Regions from separate parts of the Gasterosteus aculeatus genome. Here region 2 is linked to region 1. Evidence: chromatin contacts called from public Hi-C data. All regions are on one chromosome and are shown on one strand. The core of a region is the stretch at or near the end of the contact, and the rest is flanking DNA. Distances in the headings are between cores, read along the strand shown.

Region 1 (5,313 bases), core at 1,214-3,713:
GTCGCCATTTACATGCAAATTTAAGGAGATCATGAGGGCCTCGCCCCGTAAATTCACACAGAAAAAAAAGAAAAAAAAAGAAGACGTCACCCTCAATACGGGAGGAGGGTCGTCCCGTCGAGACGGGAGGTCTTCGAAGTCACCGTGTACGTTTTTTATTTTTTTTTATTGGGAGCCACGCGTCCCGGGGACTTTAGCTTCATCCAGACGGCCAGGCCCTAATCTTTAGGGGTTCTTTCATTGTGGCCGCTGAACAGAAGAATGAGATAACAGGGCCCCCGTGTCATCAAGCGGGCATTTAAACGAGCCCTGAGCATACATGGCGCAATTCGGCCAAGATGCGGGGAGGCAAACACGTTTGCACTTGTTTCCCCTTCTTGTAACGCACCACTTACCTCCATCGAGCGGTTAAGGAAATAAGCTTTTTTTTTTTTTTCTTTAATTGAGAAATGAGTAAATGTGACTAAGACCCCCCCTAATTCCACGCTCGTCAAAGTTTTCACGCGCGCAAACATTGAAACCAACGGGAATCAACATTTCCTTTATTGTGACGCTAACATTTCACCTAATGATGGAGAGCGCATTTTCCACGGTGTAAGCCCACCACGCAGATGATCCCACAGAATGAGCTGAGACGGATTCAGGCTCCGCGCCTCAGTGTGTGGAGCAGCTGACTCCCTCTCGCCGCGTCCAGATGGCTCCTGCACACAGATTTGCATTCATTTCCCTCTAATATCTTCTGAAATAGCGGGGGCAGCTGCATTTGTTGTCAAATACGGTTTAAAACTCCCTTTCAGGACAGCATCGTTACCTACGTGACGGGTGTGGAGATCCTTTTTCCTTCTCCAGTCAACAGTATCAGATCTAAGAGGATTTGTCTCAAAGTCCCCTAATTTGATAATCAGATTTAAATCGCCGTGGTGCGTGTAATCAGGGGTTAAGTTCTAATAAGCGACTTGAAAGTGTGCGAAAAAAAGCAGGGTGAGTTTTGTGCAAAAATAAATAAAAAGATATTTGCAATCTCGGTATAGCAGGCAAAACATTTTCAACATGCGTCTCGGTTTATTTCATCTAAGAGAAAAGGAGACATTTTTAAAAAGGGGCCCCCTTTGAGGTTTTCTTTTCTTTTTTCTTTTTTTTGCCACAAATTGAAACTAAAGATTTCTCTTCACTAATAAAAACAAGTTAAAAATATCCACACCCTTATTTTGTGACTGGGCAATTTGGCAATAGATTGTGTAGAGGTGAAAGCAACAGCTTATAATTCACTTATCTTTGGCAGCAGCTATTAACCCTCAGCACCAGCTAGATAGATTGCTCAGGATATAGCACACATCTCTCTTCCTCGCACCCTCCCCTCGCTCCCTCCATCCTCTCCTCCTTTTCACCACTAATGAACCGAACTGCTCGCTTGCCCCTCTCGGACAGAGTCGGACATGTAGGCTCTTTAAAAATGATTAAGATGTTTCTGATTATTACTGATTTGAACGGGACGTGCAGGAAATAAAAGAGGACTCGGAACCTTTGGCTTTCCTGAAGTTTGTTTAATGGCACGAGACACCCTGCCTCCGATTTTTAGCTCACAAAAAAAGAAGAGGTCAGAAGATCTTACTTTCTCTTTTATAAATGGCACGTGCAGGTGATTGATCTGTTTTCACATTCATAAGCGTGGATACGGTGGGAACGGATGTTCAAACTTTGTTCATTATATATACATAGCGCCATGAATAAAGACACCCTCTGCTCCGCGATGCGCAGCAAAACAATTGAAAGCCAATTGTCTCTTGTTTAAAAATTCCCCATGAAAATGTAATTTTAATTAATAGATTTATAATCGTCAGTCTGATTCTTTGGAATCATTTTGGGATTCATTACATTTTTAATTACAATAAAATAACCCGCAGCATGAAGTAAAAACTGCACAAATATATATGTTATGTGAAGAAACGTGATCTGTCATTATTGAAATATGATTTATGCCCTGTATTCACACAGCTATTGCGATGCTTTCGATATATTACAGTGAACAAGCAATCTCATCAAGGCAATTTGTAATAATAACACACCTAATCGAATAAATATGTCAAAAACTATTGATTATAATCAACTATAATAAAACTAATCACGGAAATGGCAATCATTAGGCCGGCAAAAAAAAGATAAGCAATGCCATCCTGAATTTCGAGTTATTATTATATATTGTTATTTTAATTTTTCTCTTCCTCCTTATGTGTGATGGTTACACACGGTCCAATTTTCCCATATCATTAAAAAAATCAAACTCACCACATATAGGGCCTAAGCAAGAGGAAAAGTGGAGCGAGTGAGTGTTCTCAGGCTTCTGCACTATAGGGCTGTACGCGTACAGCGGAGCGCCACTGCTTGACAGGAACCGTCAGACCTCCATATTTGGGCAAAGCTCCGCCCCTTCAGCGTCATATTCTGACAGCGCCTCTCCCGTGGGTTTAGAGTTTTGGCTCCCGGGAAAGATTTCAGTCCTCGGGGAAAGAGGGCTTAGTTTTGCATGTTCCCATCCATCCTGCACGACGCGAAAGGGCCCCTTATCCACCTCTCCTGTGTACTAGGAACACCTCCACTGGTGATCAGCCTTTGCCTGTGTTTGTCTTGTGGAGAAGCAGCAGCACCTTTTTCAGGAGTGGGTTTTTTATTCAACAAGAAGTCCTGAAGGTTTTGGATGCGGTGCTTCAGGGATGTGGGCACTTTGAGAGCAGCATCACCCACAAACACAAACAACTACCATCGATTTTTCTGTGAATAGCACAAAAAAGAGAGAGAGCGAGAAAAAAGAAAAAAAACAAAGAGGAACAATAGCAACACAAAAAAAAATCTTGTCTATTGAACAATTCACTTTTCCGGTCTGTGGATACCGCTCTAACTAAGTACAGCACTTTGAGAATTGTTCACATCGGACGGACTGAAGAGGGAGGCAAGACCTGTGGACCGGGTTTTCCCTCGCAAGTCTGAATCGGCTCTCGCTACTTATCCCTTGAACAAAAAAAAAACAAAAAAACAACCCAAAAGGATAACGCGCTTGGACGTTTATTCCCCTAATTTCGCAGGAGGCTCTTTTTTTCACGCAAATTGTCCTAAATGTTTGGAATTCAGGAAACTATACCGCGGGGCGGGACGACGATGAAGGAGGAACCGCTCGGTGGACTCAACTCGGTCCGCTCCTGGATGCACACAGCCGGCGTGGTGGACGCGAACACGGCCGCCCAAAGGTACGCATGCCAACAAAAAAAAAAAAGCATCTGATTTTTCTCACGCATTCCCCGCTCATCATATCGACCCTTCAATCCCCTGAATACTCTGTATCAATTACGGTCTCCCAATAAATGCCCCCCCTTCGGCTTTCCCTTCTTTCATTACATCAGATTACCCATTATTGTGACAAATCAAGAAATCGCCCCCCCACCACCACGTACTCAAGCGTGCTTCTTGCATCTCCAATGTGTTTCCCCCATCAGCTTCTCCATCATCGAGTATCCCCGGTGTCCGGTGCTTAACCGAGATGGTCTCTTGTTTTCTCCCCGCAGCGGTGTCGGCTTGGCACGGGCACATTATGAAAAGCAGCCCCCTTCCAACCTCAGAAAATCCAATTTTTTCCATTTCGTCCTGGCGCTGTATGACAGACAGGGTCAGCCCGTGGAGATCGAAAGGACAGCTTTTGTGGACTTTGTGGAGAAAGACAAAGTAAGCGGTGTATTTTAGAAAATATACGTGCACCCCTGCACTTAATCGGCACATTTGTCGAGATGATGTTCTCTGAAATGACAATGGGTTACTAAGGGGAAGTCACGTGTAATATTGATTTTTTTTTCTCCAAAAAAAAAGAGCTAAATTCGTTGATGACAGGGAGTCGTTTTAACCTCTAAACGCTGTTAGAATGTAAATGTAAACCAACAGACACGTGGTGATGATGTGGGCAGTTGTTCTGTTCGTGTTGATTTTCACAAACTGTGTCTTCTGCAGGAACCAACCAGTGAAAAAACTAACAATGGGATACATTACAAACTACAGTTATTGTACAGCAATGGTGAGTAAACCTGTGTTTTATATCTAGCAAACACGTGCAGAATATACATCACATGTGTTTGTCTGTCTGCCTGCTTGAAACCACGTGTGATAATAATGGTAGTTAAAATAATAATAATGATAATATAAACAGTCTGGTAATTTTACATGTATAAACAATGTCTGCGGTCTTTGTATCTTTTATTATATGTGACTATATGGGGGGCTTTAAAAAAAAATGTATAGCCAACAATGCCTCAAAACTCACAAGTGGTCTTCTTTTGCTTTTCCCCAGGCGTCAGAACAGAACAGGATCTTTACATACGGTTAATCGATTCCATGACGAAGCAGGTAAGCTGCTGTTACACTTGCTTCTCCGCACACTGCGCAAACGCTGCTCGCGCCCACGGTGCGCTCGTGCAAAACCTCGACACGCCGCGCTAATCGTCACCCCTGAGATGCACACACGTTTTTTTTTTGTTGTGTGTGTTTTGTTTTTCTTAAATCTGCTTGCCAAACAAACAAAAAAAAAAAGTTGTGCCACAAAATGAAATCAAATTACTGCCGTAAAACAAAGGGGACACAGCTTCTATTTCTTTTTCTATTGCTTACGTTTCAACGTGTCCTAAAGTCAATTTAACTCTGCAAGAGTCAGGCTTCTTTGTGGGCACCTATTCAAATTTAAACACAACGTCTGCTACACGTGAACTAATTGGACGTTTCCTGTAAAGAGTCATGACGCTTTAACCGTCATATATAAATATTTTTAAATATGCATTAAGCGTTATATTTCTAAATATACATGTCATGTTTATGTTCACCGCACTTATCACCTTCACAAACATTGTGGTGACTTTAAAATCAGAGCTCAACGCGCCAAATGTCCCTATTAAGTCTTAATGCAAATCTCAGCCCGATGCAAAGATTTGCAAAGTTATTCATAATTTGGGGAATAAAATCCGACGGGGTTATTTCTGCTGTGCGCCTCGTGTGTTGTTATTAAATACAGCGTTTAGTGCAGAGCTTTCCGAATAGAGCCGTGAAGCCTGAGCTACTGGTCACAGACAGCATTCCTGTGCGAATGATCCGAGTCAATGACGCAGAACAAGCAATTTATGGATTTCTGCTTCTACAGCTGCAAAACAGCGACATAAATCAAACCAATATAGATAATCGCCCCGTTCCTAGAACAAATAAAAAAAAAGGAAAAAAAAAAATCCCCAGGTCAAGTGGGACAGCTTTTAAAAGCGAGAAAACGACGTGACCTGGTTCCGATAT
Region 2 (5,313 bases), core at 1,178-3,677, 44 kb after region 1:
TTAAATTGCATGTTTCACCTTCACTCTTGTTGCAGGTTGTCGTATCGACGACCGTCAATGTCGACGGCCACGTGTTGGCTGTATCCGACAACATGTTCGTACACAACAATTCCAAGCATGGGAGAAGGGCTCGCAGACTCGACCCTTCAGAAGGTACGCCTCCATATCTGGAGAATGGTAGGCACATTTTACATCCTATAATTTGCCACGCTCCCCTTTCCTCTTAGTTTCTTTTAGACATCCACCCATTTCACAAATCTCACACCTAGTTGCATCTAGTCCTTTAGAATTTTGTATTCCTCCATCACTTTCATTTTCACTTTCTTAGTTGCCTTCTGCCTCCATCACAACTATTTGCCGTGGCTTGACTGGAAATAGCGGGCATTACTCTGTGTTTTTATCACGGCGATATCCCTAATGATGAGGATAATACTCTAAGGCTAATTTACGATTTGAAAATGTTACGCTACTTCCAGTCTCCTAATGCAACCTTCATTTGTCCTAAAAGCTCTTTGTGAAACATGATCAAATTGCTTAAGAATTTGGCTGTGAGGTCAATTTCCTGTCATTGGGTTCTGCAGATTTAGCTGTGAGTGAGCTGAAACAGGGGGAGAAAAGAGAAAGAGAGAAGGGAGGGGGGGAGGAAATGGTGGGTTGACGGTGTGTGTGTGTGTGTGTGTGTGTGTGGAGGTGGGGGGCGGCCTATGAGAAAAACAGAACTTACTGTTTTTCTTCCAACTGATTCCATATGATAGACTGATTGCCTGCTCAACCAAAAGAGAGAAAAGAAGGACCACCAAACCATGGGAAATCCAAAAAGTAAAATGCACTAAACATAACCTTACGACCCCTGTGGCCTCCACTCGCAGATGGGAGCACATGCAGCTGAAAGATTGTGAGAAAAAAAAAAAAAAAAAGGAGAGAACTGACTTGGGCCAATTGTGCAAATTGCTTATCATCAGAATTCAAGACCCAATTATGGCTGGGCAAACAGTTTATATACACCACTGACTAAAACAAGCTTCTCAACACATTAATGGGCATTAATGGTTCTATCACCAAAAGCAAATGTAATGTTTAATACAACAACGGCTAATAAAAAAAAGACTAGACAATTAATATATTTCCTTGCTCTCCAGTCCTAGTGGGGGGAAAAGCTAATCTATTTGTTTTTGTCTTTATTAATGACTCCTCTACTGGAGAACAAAATCAAATAATTAAAGTCCTGCCCGGAGCACCAAAGTCATTATGTTCGCTGACGTTCTGTTTGTGTCTTTCACGTTTATGACACGATAGGTGTGGATCGCCTAGCAACCGGTTTCTTAATGAGGGGAGCAATTAAAGAGGTTGAGCCCTCGCCTCCATGTTCCCCCTCTCCCATGGGATCCTGTGTGTTTTGTGTGTATATGGTTGTGCGTGTGTGTGTGTGTGTGCCTGTGTTCTTTACAGGTTACCCCAACCCGTCCCTTTCTTCTCCTCTCCACCACACTCTTCAAAGCAGCAGAGTGACGCCCCGTAAAGAAGCTAGTGTCAACCGCCCAGTTGAACACGTCTTTGTCTAATAACTTTAATACACCTTCCCTCTGAATAGCCGCGTGCGCTCTCGCGACTTGAGACCTTTTATTTTATTTTCTTCCCCTCCTTCCTTCCTCCCTCGCAGGCGCAGCTCCACAGCAAACTCATTTAACATGCATCAACGACAAATTGGCTTTGTTTAAGTCACCTTTCACAAACAGACACGTGAGAGGAGAAGAAGCGAACATAAAATGTAATTCAGGCCGTGTCCTCCACAGTGCTTTGACAACTAGCGGGCAGACAGACAGCGTGCTTTAAATTAGCAACACATTCCTCCTCCGGAGTCCACTGGGCGAGTAGCTCCAGATATGCGCCTGACTGACTGACTGACTGACTAACTGACTGACTGGCTGACTGAGTGCCTGTGTGTCTGAAAGGGAGCGGCGTCCTTCCTCTCAGCCCACGCTGCACTTGCTCCGACTCGGATCAAGAGGTGCTGCCCCCTATTGGCGCAGGCGCGGGATCGCCTGTGCTCTTGACGGACTGAACATCCCCGCGTGACATTTTATTTTCACTCGTGTGTACTGTCGCACAACAAGCATATTACGCATTCAGACACGGACGTGCTTTGTGGCCGCCTGTCACTCAAACGTGTACGGATTCAGGCTCAAAAGGTGCATAAACATGGCCACAAATAGCCGAGGCGTTCACACAGCGTCAGCCCCCCCCCGCATATGAAAACACACCCTGAACATCACGGCACCGACTCTCTCTCTCTCTCTCACACACACACGTTCCTTAGCTCAGCTTCACTATTATAGAGCCCCAGACAATATAGGAGACTCAGCACAGAGCCTGCAGCGCCTGCCTCATTTGCATGCCAAGTGGCTGTAATGCTGTTAGGGTTTATGCAATAAAGACAAGTGAATCCAGACTGCTGGGCCTAAGAGGAAGAAAGAGAGGGAGGTGGTGGAGGGGGTAGGATAGGAGAAAGTGAAGGAGAGAGTATGAGAGAGAGAGAGAGAGAGAGAGAGAGAGTCAAAGGGAACAGATGGCCCAGGGAGAGGTAAAAGGTATAATCCCATCAGCTGCACTATCAACCGACCATCTGGACATCCCACAGCACAATTACAACACATTTCAGCAGGCAGAACAAAGGACGGCTTCGTGGGGCCACATCAGACCTGTTTGAGTGTGACAATACTAGAAGTGAGAGCTCCTCCGCTCAGATCTGGGATCAGTTTTGACGTCCTCTACGGCTAACCCCAACCACGGAGGAAAGAGATTAAGACGGATCATAGATCAGCCCGCCGGGGTCATTTCGCAGCGCAGCGGATCTTGTAATAAATTCACACACACACACATATAAAATGCAAACAATTCAGCGTTCAGAAACATGCTACGACACACAAACTGAAACGGAGGGAATTTTCCTCCACCGCAGCGCAAAGTTTGCAAATACTTAGTGATGCAACACTTAGAGCGGCAAGCTGGCTCTTTGCATCCTCGTCCGTCCACTCCTGGTGATGCCTATCATCTGCCGAGGGGGCCATTGTGCGTGTCTGTCATCAGATCGCCTGCGCTGACTGTGTAATCCACTTCGCCACGGTCCCCATTCAGCACATGCTCCCCTCTCTGTCTGCGCATTGAGACATATGCAAATTTCCAGGCAGAAGGGTGGACGGCTTAGGGCCTCAGTCGCTGCCTCTCCATGGGTCCTTCTGTGTGTGGGAGGGGGCGCTGGGATTTCGGAGGTTGCGAGTCTCAGTGTGTGTGTGTGTGCGTGTGTGTGTGCGCGCGCTTGTGTATGCCTGTCGTAGGTTTCAGGCTGCAGCTGCCCCCCAACAGGCACCGTCACCATCAGGCCGTTTTCTAGCCTCCTCCTCCTCCCTCCCCCCTCGACCCCCCCCCCCTCTTCCCCAAAGTCAATTTGTTTACAGTAATTTTGAAGGGTGAATTATTTGCTGTAATCGTCCGCACTGATGAAGGTCAGGCCCTCAGAGGGGGGCCAGCATGCCCATAGAGGGTTGGTCCTCTTTCAGACGCTCCGCTTCGCAATTAAGGAAAGCAAATGTCACTCCTCCAGGCCTCACAAATGAAAATCTGTACGGGGTGATTAGCATGAAGTCAACAGCGCCTGTTAAAGTCAGATTCCCTGTAGTACCGACGTGTGTGTGTGCACTTTATGGGCAGGGAGAGAGAGCAAACATGACCCGGACAGACCCAACAGCAAGGCAAACAAAGGGAGATGTCTTGTCGGAGGTGATCCATACAACAATGGCCGACTGTGATTTACTTACTGGATGGAAGGGATAATAGAGGTTCAGAACCCAGCTTGTAAAGAAATAAGGAACTTGCTGGAATAGTTGCTCACATTTTGAAGACTAGGAAAAAACATTTCGTAATTCATATTGTATTAAAGGATATTGATGGAAATAGATTAAATTTGATATTGCTATTTTATGGCTAGCTGTCATGCTATTTCTGTTGTAAACACGGTGTTGTGCTCAACACCATATTAAGGTAATGCATCAAATGACAGTGGATGCTAGGCAGCAGATCACTCAAATTAGATTATAATAGCAGCCCAGACTGTTGATGAATGGCAGGGCTAGGTAGCAGAAGTAGCGCCAGATGAAAAGCATTGTAATAAACAATATGAAATGGATTGAATCGATCACAAAGAGGGGAAAAAAAAACAAAAACTCAACCTGAATAATTCGCGAGTGCATTTCACCTTATGAAACCTGAATATACGCAGTGTCCCTGCACTGTGCTGCACATGCAGAACAAAAGTAATGAAATAATAATAATAAACCGGCAAAGCTTTGGCTTGTCATGTCCACTTTAACAGCACGCATTCTTGACTCATTTAAGACGTGTTCAACTTTGAAATTTGACTGTACGGGGGGGCATGCTTAATCAATTCTGATAGCTGCGTTTGCCCTGACACATAATTTGCTCCATCAAATCATTTTCCTTGCGAGCCCGGCGTTTAGCCTTTGTGAAGTGGACCATTTGAAGGGTCTGCTTAACTACACCACTCCAGCGCGCTGATAAATGATTTTGATTCTCATGCTTTAAAGGACAAATCCATCATTTTTTATTTTTTTTTCCAGGGGCAATTTCCATGATACGTCTTTGTGAGACGGACATGGAGGCGATGCGATAATGTGTCCATGTGGGGAGAGACATGGGGCTGAGTGTTGAAGCTCAGGTGCTGAATTTGCTCTTCTCTTTGTGTTGGATAAGCAGCCACCCCGTGCATCAAGGCTATCAGCCCGAGTGAGGGATGGACCACAGGAGGAGCCACCGTCATCATCATAGGGGACAACTTCTTCGACGGCCTACAAGTCGTGTTCGGCACCATGCTCGTATGGAGTGAGGTATGATTTGGAGTTCTGGGGAGTTGTAGATTTGGCTAATATTGGCTACTTTTATTCTTTAACTTTCCAGCCGATAGCGTACAGACTCCCTAGTTTGTTATTACAAAGGTCTCAATATGTATTTTTCTCTCCCTCCGTCATCCAGCTGATAACTCCACACGCCATCCGTGTCCAGACTCCACCTCGGCACATCCCCGGAGTTGTGGAAGTCACGCTGTCCTACAAGTCCAAGCAGTTCTGCAAAGGTGCCCCTGGGAGATTTGTCTACACTGGTGAGTCAAAGCCCTCCTGCACCTCCCCCCCCCCCCCCCCCCCCATTCTAGATGGACCTCCTCAGCCCCAAGTCCAGGCACTAATAATGAACTAACCATGGCCCTGCTTTCTGAATGTTAAAGTGTGACATCTGCACTGC

What was found. A called contact is a pair of places that touch in the nucleus more often than the background predicts.
Region 2: a Hi-C map of blood and trunk muscle shows a contact between it and region 1, with 2.2 times the contacts expected there. The contact joins the enhancer-like site here to the promoter of ebf3b in region 1. A contact is called at or near these places in 3 of 6 Hi-C or Micro-C datasets (blood and trunk muscle, skeletal muscle and whole body).

What each region holds. Positions count from the first base shown.
Region 1 is chr6:14,040,653-14,045,965 of fGasAcu3.hap1.1, forward strand. ebf3b (EBF transcription factor 3b) reads left to right here and starts at 2,464. Exons shown (of 16, transcript XM_040178818.2): 1 at 2,464-3,242; 2 at 3,558-3,714; 3 at 3,994-4,057; 4 at 4,331-4,386. The coding sequence starts at 3,112. LOC144409492 (a long non-coding RNA gene) reads right to left here and starts at 2,426. Exons shown (of 2, transcript XR_013467953.1): 1 at 2,287-2,426; 2 at 526-701.
Region 2 is chr6:14,084,719-14,090,031 of fGasAcu3.hap1.1, forward strand. It overlaps ebf3b (EBF transcription factor 3b), which reads left to right. Exons shown (of 16, transcript XM_040178818.2): 8 at 36-153; 9 at 4,771-4,901; 10 at 5,047-5,173. Among protein-coding and RNA genes, the nearest start is that of ebf3b, 44 kb to the left of the region's middle. Within about 2 kb of position 2,428, at least 1 of the 9 cell types and tissues checked has open chromatin away from gene starts, as enhancers often do.